Regions from separate parts of the Capsicum annuum genome. Here region 1 is linked to region 2. A link is a contact called in public Hi-C data. All regions are on one chromosome and are shown on one strand. Each heading gives the region's core, a stretch centred on a gene start, on an enhancer-like site or on the middle of the called end of the contact. The rest is flanking DNA. Distances are from core to core; before and after follow the strand shown. Region 1 has its middle 3.8 kb from the start of LOC124889821. Region 2 holds the start of LOC107851032.

What was found. Hi-C and Micro-C count contacts between places; a contact is called where the count stands out from the background.
Region 1: a Hi-C map of bud shows a contact between it and region 2, with 3 times the contacts expected there. The contact joins the enhancer-like site here to the promoter of LOC107851032 in region 2. A contact is called at or near these places in 4 of 5 Hi-C or Micro-C datasets (bud, leaf and placenta).

The regions. Positions count from the first base shown.
Region 1 is chr12:218,650,737-218,655,452 of UCD10Xv1.1, forward strand. No RefSeq gene overlaps it. Among protein-coding and RNA genes, the nearest start is that of LOC124889821, 3.8 kb to the right of the region's middle. Within about 2 kb of position 2,850, at least 3 of the 5 cell types and tissues checked have an H3K27ac peak or open chromatin away from gene starts, as enhancers often do. A contact at or near this core is called in bud and leaf, where this site is marked.
Region 2 is chr12:218,612,088-218,617,146 of UCD10Xv1.1, forward strand. It overlaps LOC107851032, which reads right to left and starts at 3,152. Exons shown (of 4, transcript XM_016695922.2): 1 at 2,979-3,152; 2 at 2,426-2,756; 3 at 252-653. The coding sequence starts at 3,067.

The sequences.
Region 1 (4,716 bases), core at 1,600-4,099, 38 kb after region 2:
TTTGACCAAACCATGTTCGCAAACAGATTCAAAATAAATGAATGTGATAAATGTGTTTATATTAAAGACACTCCAAATCACCAAGTCATTGTATGTTTATATGTGGATGATATGTTGATCATCAGTAGAGACATTTCTAACATAAATGCAACAAAATGAATGCTCGAGAGCAAGTTTGATATGAAAGACCTTGGAGTTGCAGATGTAATATTAGGTATAAGAATCCATCGAACTTCATAAGGGTTGGCATTGTCACAGTTTGATTATATCGAAAAGGTACTTGATAAGTTCAAGTATATGGAATTCGGTATATCTAAGATTCTATAGGATGCGAGCTTTGCACTTTGAAAGAATGAAGGTGAAAGTGACTCGCAATTGGAGTACGCAAGAGTATTGGGATGTTTAATGTATATAATGAACTGTACATGACCAGAAATAGCATGCACTATCAGTAAATTGAGTTGGTACATGAGTAATCCCAACAAAACTCACTGGATGGCAATGAAAAGAGTTTTGGAGTATCTTAAATACACTCAAGATTATGCTTTGCATTATAATAAATATCCTGCGGTACTTGAAGGATATAGTGATGCAAATTGGATCACTAGATTGAACGAAGTAAAATCCACAAGTGAATATGTATTTACTATCAGTGGAGGAACAGTCTCTTGGAAATCATCCAAACAGACTTGTATTGCTTGCTCTACAATTGAATCTGAATGTATCACATTAGATAAAGCTGGTGAAGAAGCAGAATGGCTCCAAAATTTCTTAGAAGATATTCCTTATTGGCCCAAGCCAGTGGCACCAGTATGCATACACTGTGATAGTCAAGCGACAATAGGTAGGGCGGGAGTATGATGTACAACGGTAAATCTCTTCACATACGATGGAGACATAATACCGTTAGAGAACTTCTCTCTAGTAGAATTATCACTGTTGACTATGTAAAGTCAAAGGATAATATGTCAGATCCACTTACAAAAGGCCTATCTAGAGAAGGAGTGGAAATGACATCCAAGGGAATGGGTTTAAGGCCTAGGACAAGTCAGCATGACGGTAACTCTACCTAGCAGACTGGAGATCCCAAGATCTAGGTTTAAAGAGATCAAACAAAGTTGTGTCTGACAGGTTCAACATTGTCAATTACCCAACCCATTCTCATGATATAGACAATGTATAGTAATCAAGGATAAGAATTAAAGTGAAAAGTCTTTTAATGATTATCTAAATTTGGCAGATTTGATCAAATAGTTTAATCGATAGGATTGAACGTTTAGAAATCACCTATGTGAGGGCGAAGTGGAAGCCGCTTCAAGGAGAATGTTAGTAAAGGCCTATTCTCTAAGCTCTCACGAAACCGAAATATGTTCATGGATGAAAAGAATAAAATCGTGAGAACCATAAACGGTAAAAGGCTGGTTGTGTGACATGACGGTTCAAAAATATCAAATCTACCGATTAACCGAGTGCATCCGATGCATGTTCACTACAAAAAGTCCAAAGGGAAACCCACTTATCTAGATGTAATCAGTCTTTGCTTGATGATCACATTCTTGTCCGTAAAACTTTTACGAAAAAATAGCCATTCCCCATTCATGTGGGGGGTTGTTGGGTTCAATATGTATGAAAAAGGTGTGAAAGAAAAATGGAGAGAAAAATGGTGGAAGAAAGGAGACACCAATTTAGAAGGTGTACTCCTAAAATTGGAAAGTTTACTAATTCTCCCACATTGGTGGGAGAAGGGAACTATGAAGTGTTTTTAATAGAAAACACTTACTCCACATACTAAGTGAGGCAAGAAATAAGAAATGCCTCGCGCTGTCGTCGTCGCTCGCTCTGCTTGGCTTCGGCTTCGGCTTTGGCTTCGACATCTATATTTTTGGACAAAGTTTATTTTACGTAAATTTAATCCGGATGCCAAAAGGAAAACGTACCAGTAATCCTCTATTTATACATGCATATAGATTTCGAAACAGTATTTTTTGAAATGATACACTGCTTCGAACTGATGCAATTGTTCAGTGAAATGATATGTCTGTTCAACGAACTGATGTACTGTTTCGTGAACTGGTATGTCTGTTTGGAGAAGGACACGTTCTTTGGGTAAACAGACATGAATTTCCAGAAACATCACACCATTTAAGTGAACCAATGCCACCTTTTCGAAGAGGCATCTCACAGGCTATATAAACCTGCTTTCATTCATAGGTTTTGATATGAATTTTTCTGCAATAAACTCTCTTTTTGTCTTTACAAAATACTTTGTGTGATCAGTCAATCCGTTAAGTGAGTTCGACGATATTCCAATTGTTTGAGGTACCGCTACAGTTGGTCTGGTTGGCCATTTTACCCTGGGAGGAAAATTCCGCAACCTTGGATACAGTGAAGGGAATTATTTTCTTAAGGAAAGTCCGTGAATTCGGGAGACTTGACCATTTCTATTTTCATCTTTATTTCTGAAAATAAAATATGCTTCTAAGAAAGATCACTTTGATCTTGTGTTGAGGGTATTTACTGCACTTCATTGTGTTCTTGCTTTTAAACGTAGAACTAACGTTGAAGTTGTTGTTCTACATATACATATTCTGCGTACCCGTAGAAGGAAATAACAAATTTATCATATGTTGGTATTTTGTTTATTGAAAAATTGTCGATTTATTTCAATAGCATCCGCTTTACTTCTATTTTCTTTCCAGTGGACACGTGAATTTGAGTGCAACATCTACACCCTGTTTTTAGTAGGTTTTGGGATGAATTGCTGAAGTAGAGGGATAAGTTTCAGCTCGCTGTTGTTTCAAATTCGATAAGGTTAGTATCCCAACCCAGTCATCTAGTTTTAATCCCTATTGTGGATTGAGTCGGGGGTCTTTCTGAAGCAGCCTCCCTACCTCCGTGAGGTATGGGTAAGGTCAGCGTAAGCTACCACCATGAGGTTGGAGTACACTTGGATATGTTATTACTTATTTGTCAAAAATAGGAAATAAATTTTCATTAAACTGAACTTTGAACTTGCTATTTGTATAGTTGTACAGTGTGCGTGTGTTGGGGGAGGGGCGCTTCAGAGGTTAGAGCATTGCCTCTATAATATTGTGATGGTCATTGGTTCGATTTGGTAGCCAATTTTTCCCTTTTCTTTGTAGAAACTACAGAGTTCAGTCAAACTCGATACCTTTGTATTAAGAAATCTACTAGAATATGTTCAAATTATTAAATTCCGAACCAAGTAACTCAGTTCGTCAGTGAGTTCAGTGATAGTTTGAACCCCATAAAGTTCAAATCTTGGATCCGCTTCTGAGTAAACTAGGCTTCAATGAATACCTTGGAACCTATATGTTTGATAAGCAACAACCTTTTTCCAACTTTTCAAATTTATATTTTAGTTATGATTGAGATTTTTTTCTTTTTCAAATTTCATTTGGTGTTTTCTTGTTTGCTGATTTGTTCTTTAATAAATCTTCCTATTGACCATCACATCATTGAAATATCATGTTGGGTGCGTCGCCCTCAGAAATGAGCTTTCCAAATGTGTCGATGCGTCTTTTGTCGGATTTCAATATATATATATCAGACATGATTAATTAATATAGAGCAACATGATTAAGGATAAGATTAATATAGTAGATTTGAATTTGTTGTATTCAATTTATATATTGAGGTATTCATATGGGTGCACTTGGGGCTATATACCAAATTAAATGGCATTTATGCATAATATATTGCCGATAAATTTTTCAAAAAGATAGCTCCATTGTTTTCGTTTCAGTTTATGTGATATTTTTCTTTATTAAAAAAAAAAAAAAAAAAATAGCTCAACATCCTCCCCCCCTTTCCCCCCCCCAAAAAAAAAGCTCTTTTGAATGCGAATTTTGGGAAATTTGGGGCTCTTACCCACCTTTATGATTGACTATATTCGAGTCTTTGAAGTATTTTAGGATTATACTTTACGTCGAGAGCCACTGTTCCCGGCATGAAAGTCTCTCGCCCGGGCAAAGGAAATGCATTTTTGGTAATTCCATTGTGCTATGAGCGGACAATTCTACAGAAATGCTAAGATATGGATCAGAGTTCTCGCAAATATCCCTATTACCGAAAAACCTATAGAAGTAAGAACGGGAAGAGGAAATGGATACAGCCCAATCGCTAGCGCATCCAGGGTCCAGGTCCCGGGCTCAGCTCAGCTAAAGAAGTCTAGCTTGATCCGAGAAGTGCTAATTCGATTTGAATAGACTTTATTCAAGAATACCATCACCTCAAAAATCAATAAAAAACAAGTACCAAGTTTCAGATAAGTGTAATCCAATCCAAATCAGAATATAGAAAATCATCTTCCCTTTGGTAGATTTTTTGAACTTTTTTTGCGAAAAAGGGTGAATGCAAATAATATGAAGTTATGTCAACTCTAGAGGAATTCGGTGAGCAATTGAAGAAGCACAAAGTTATGCATATTTGATATAGTTTGTGAGTTGGGTAAATTTTTTTTTTTTCATTCAACAAAAAGATCTAAAATAGATTTTCTTACACAAACCATCAAAAGCAGGGAAAAATTTAAATACCAGCACAAAAGATATAGGATTTTTTTTCACACATTTGGCTCCGTTGCTCAGCCAAAAATAATTACTACTGCTAGCCAATATACAAAATATATATTTGTGCAAGATCTCCCAAACACAAACATGTATTTTAACCAAAGCTATAAGGATTCGTTTGGGATGA
Region 2 (5,059 bases), core at 1,902-4,401:
AAAACGTAAAATTATCCACACAAGCCACACCTATGTCATACATGTTTGGTATAAGTCCATCAACAAAATGAAGGATCCACGCAAATAGACTAAAAACAACACATCAATCGAAGAAGAATAAGCTGGTGACGATGATTAGAAGTTGATGGTAGAAGGGCTATGCAAAAGACTTGAAAAGGTGAATTTTGCATGAATGCATCACGAGAAGCGATTACGAGGTAATTATAGAAAATTAGCTCTAACAAACTTACCCTCTTCTTCGACAGTGTATCAATAGGATACATAATTTCAGGCTGCACATAATCCCTTCCTCGGTAAAAAACAATTGTATCATTTGCAACTATCTGAATTGGGATTCCACCACTCAGTCTTGCAATTTCATCGGCATATTCTTGAATTTGACCAGGTTTGCACGGTTTGCATATGACTTTGACAGTTTCATGTCTTTTCCAATGTAGATGCATATTAAGAATAACACCTCCAAAGACTCCCCTTCGGCCAATTGGCACATAATTAGACTTTTTCTGTGCCATCTTTTTGATATAGAATCGTTCTTCACCAGTGAGAAAGTGCGGTTGAACCTCAGGACCTTGAACTTTGGAAACCTCATATCGCTTTAATCTCTCAATTAGCATGGCTTCTTTGACTTTTGCCTGACCCAAAGCCAAAACATGTCAACTTTTGCCTGACCCAAAGCCAAAACATGTCAACTTTTGTAAAAATAAGAAATTACATTAGGTTTTGTATAGCAGCAAATGGAAAATGGGAAGAAAACAAATCATAGCTTCTATAAACATGAACATAGCGTGACCAAACTGAATCCTTCACATCCCTAAACCAGGAAAAGGTTAAGATAGCTACAAAACATTAACTATGTAATGGCATTAATGCCTCGGTAAGACAGCAACCATGCAGCATACAGGTACTTGTTCTAACCTAGTTTTCAGCAGATAACACAAAAATTGAAAGTAATTAGTAAGCACAAAGGCTCGTTTCTTACTTTAGTATTCCACAACTGAAACCGTAGACAAAATAGACCTTCTTTGCAATTACTATTTAGATTAAGCTCCAACAACCACAGCCAAGAAAAGAAGGAAAAAGACAAATTCAGGATCAATAACGCTTTCACCCAATCTCACTTTAATTTCCGAGTACCAAATGAGAAGATGTAATATAAAAGGTCCTCAACAAATTTAACAATAACAACAGAAAACACATGAATATGTCTTTTTTGTCATTCTCCTCCAGCTTCCTTCCGACTTCCCCTTCTGATTTCTTGTCAACCAAATTGAAGAAACTTGGTTGAAGCTCATCCCCAAGTTCTTCAATTCAGTTCATTCTTAATGTCATTATGGATTATTAAGCTAATATAACGACAACAATCATATATGTCCAAACAGAACAGGATAGATGCCAAGAAGTCATACAGTCGAGACCAAATAGTTTGGGACTGAGTCATAGTTGCAGTGGTAATTGTAAAAAACAAGAACTATGCATCAATCTTAAGAAAGTTGGAGGAGGATATATGAATCCTCAGTAGTAGCAGTAGCATTACAACAATAAGAACAACAACATACCCAGTGTAATCCCACAAATGGGGTATGGAGAGGGTAGTGTCTACGCAGCCTTGCCCCTACCTTGTGAAGGTAGATCGGTTGTTTCGGAAGGACCCTCGGCCCAAGAAACCGCATATAAAAGTAAGGGAATTTTTCGAAATTATACAACTATTGAAAATGCTTACGTCATGTAGTCCAATATACAATATCTTACTACATTATACGTGGGAAGAATGCCGGGGGTCTATTGGAAACAACCTCTCTATCTCTTTATCTCACGTTGAGGTAGTGGTATGGACTGCGTACACTTACCCTCCCCAGCCCCCACTTGGTGGGAAGATAATGGGTGTGTTGTTGTTGTATTATATGTGGGAAGAACATATAGTGTATAAAAGGTGTTTATACACAAATATGGGTTAAATTATGTGTTTAATACACAAACTATGGTCTAAGTGGCGTAAATATTTCCAAATTACACATAGATTCTGTTGAGATTAATTAAATGAACTAATTAATCAAGCAGTTAGTTGGTTAATTCTGTACACATCAGTTAGTTAGCTGTAGTTAATTGTACTGCCTAATTGCTCCTCCTCCTGTATAAATAGACTCTTGTTTTACAATGAGAATCAGTTTTCAGTTTCCACAATATCTTCTCTTTCACAACTGAGAGCTCAACGCACTCCATTAATGGAGGTTCATCATCATCTTAGCTCAATCTCAACAGATTCCCTACAAATAATATGAAAAGGAAATACACTAATGAAGAATCCATGCTGAAAATAATGGAGAAAAGAACAGTAACGATAGCATTATTGGCAAAAAAACAACCATGAGCTCTTAAAAATAAGAAAGAAAATTCTTTAGCTCACAGTCTCAATCTTGTGTTTAATTCTTTCTTCAGGAGTGTCAAACTTCTGCTTCTTCTTCTTCCCCTTAACACCAAGCCTTCTGGGATCTCTCTTGTTAGCAACTTTTCTCTTCTTCTTCTCTCTCTTTCTTTGCAGTTTCAGCTTCTTCTTAGTCTTCCATTTCTCCTTCTTTGGTGCTTCCACTTCATGTGTCTCAAACTTGGGTTTCCCATCTCTTGTTATCACAAAATTCACTTTTCCATGGCTAAAGTTCCTCCATTCCCAACATGGGTTTTGTGGTATTAACCTTGGCAAGTGCAAAAAACTACTTTCTGGGTTTCCAAGAATTGGTCTGGATATATATAGAGACAATAGTGCGAGATAATCAAAACCAAATTGAACATAGAACAATCAAAATTAAAAAAGATAACCCAATTTCAACAAGAGACAAGCAGTTTAATTTTGATCATAAATTCAAAATAGTTAACAAATATATGAAACATAACAGTAAAAAAAAAAACTTATTTGAACCACAAAAGTGACACAGAAATTTACGGAGGAGTATTGGCTTTACCTGAAAGAGGTAGAGGAAGTTGTGGAAAGAGGCTTGAGAACTGAAAGTAAGGCAATTCTTCGAAAGCCTCGAAACAGAGGATTTGTCATATGGGTTGCTGTTCGCCGTGCAATGGGGCGGGCAGTTTATGAGCTAATTCATGGCTCAAACCAAAATTCCTCACATAACTTCAGCATTTGACACAGAGGGTGTTCGGGTGAGCTTAAAAGCTGGTTAAAATAATTTTTAAGTCATTTTATACTTTTTAAAGTGTTTGATAATTTTAAAAAATACTTTAAAAAAAATGTAAAGAATTGTTTTTTTAAAGTCAAAAGGATTAGTCCTAATGTAGTTAATCATCCTCTCAAATCAGCTACTGATCATTATTTGGTAAACTATTGCCTTATCAATTAACTAATCAGATGTGAGCCTCTCCTCGGACGGCTTCCTCCTTTTGCTCCTCAACCTACGGGTATTAGCAGCCGTTTTCAGCTGTTGTTCTCCTTACAAGAACAACTTCTTATGCGTTACTCATCTGTCCGCCATCGGAAACACCATTTCCCGTATTTTACATCTCTATTTTTTTATTTTTGGATTATAAGTCATTTTAGTTTTACCAAGTAAAAGACATTTTTATCCCTTCTAATTCTCACATATTTCAAAATTACCCAAATGTTTAACCTAAAATATTTGTTCTCTTTTACTATTTTTGTGTTTCTCTTTTCGGGTTTGCATTTTTCTCTTTATTTTGTATTTTGATTTTTTTAATAGTTGTTAGCAATTTGATGCTTGTGGGGTTTATGAGGAACTATGATTTGAGTAAATTCCTTATATTGTCACTCAACTTAGGTAAATAACTCAATAAAGTCATTTATCTTTTTTTTGTTCCAGTAATATCATCGAACTTTATGCATTTTTCTTAAAAATCAATAATTGCTAACCGTGACTCAAAAGATGAGAAAAAAAGATCAAAAATGTCCCTTTAAATTTGAACTTTGAATTTAAATGATTCTTATTAGTTAACAATACGAAATATCAATAAACTTTCAACTATAAAACTTAGTGAGTGCAATCTTCTTTCAACTTCTAACTGCGATATTAAATCTAACGACGTCCACCAAAAATTGTAATTAAAATTGTTAGAAATAAGCTTATATGTATTGTATTTATTTGGAAACTTAGGAGTTCAATAATAAAATAATATTAATGTATTTATTTGGAAACTTAGGAGTTCAATAGTAAAATAATATTCTATATTTATTCATTTTAGGATTAATATTTATTTTTGATAAAATAGTTCAAGTTAGTTGTTTGTTTCTTCTACTCCAAATTATTGTCGAAAAAATTATAATTCATAAAGAAGACGATTAATTCCGCAAATAAAAAAAAAATAGGGTCTCTAGCCAGTAGAAGAACCATATATAAATAATTTAAAGGATTTTTATTTTAAAAAATAATTCATATTAACGGATATCATGATAATAACATCAATCATTCATTATCAAATAAAATTAGGTGATTTTATATAACCATTTCATAACTTAAAAATGTTTTAAGGTTTCAATATTATTTTTATCAATCTTGTGTTTTCTCTTTAGATTTGCATTTTTCTCTCATTTTGTATCTTTATTTCTTTCTTTAATGGATTGCTAGCAATTTGATGCTGTGGGGTTTATGAGTAATTGAGAAGAATTATTTTTTTGATAGTTTATTTGACTGAACAACAAATTTTAATGGGTTGTTAGCAATTCAGCTTCTTTTTGGACGGCTTTTGTTCAATTTTGTGAAGAAAAATGGAAAATCAATAAACCTATCTAGCTGAAACAATAATTTTTGCTCCTTTTTGAATGTTTTTTATTCAATTTTCAGAAGAAGAAAAATTGTAAAACAAAAATGGGTTAATTAGTGTGGCAAAATTCATAAAAAAAAACGAATTCATATAGCAGAAACAACAAATTTTACTCCTTTTTGAATCTCTTTTGTTCAATTTTAAGAAGAAAAATGAAGCACAAATAACTTATTCATTCATGAAAATATTTTAAAAAAATAAATGTATTAAATAGTTTATACTAAAATTGAATTGTCTACCAAGCACATCTATA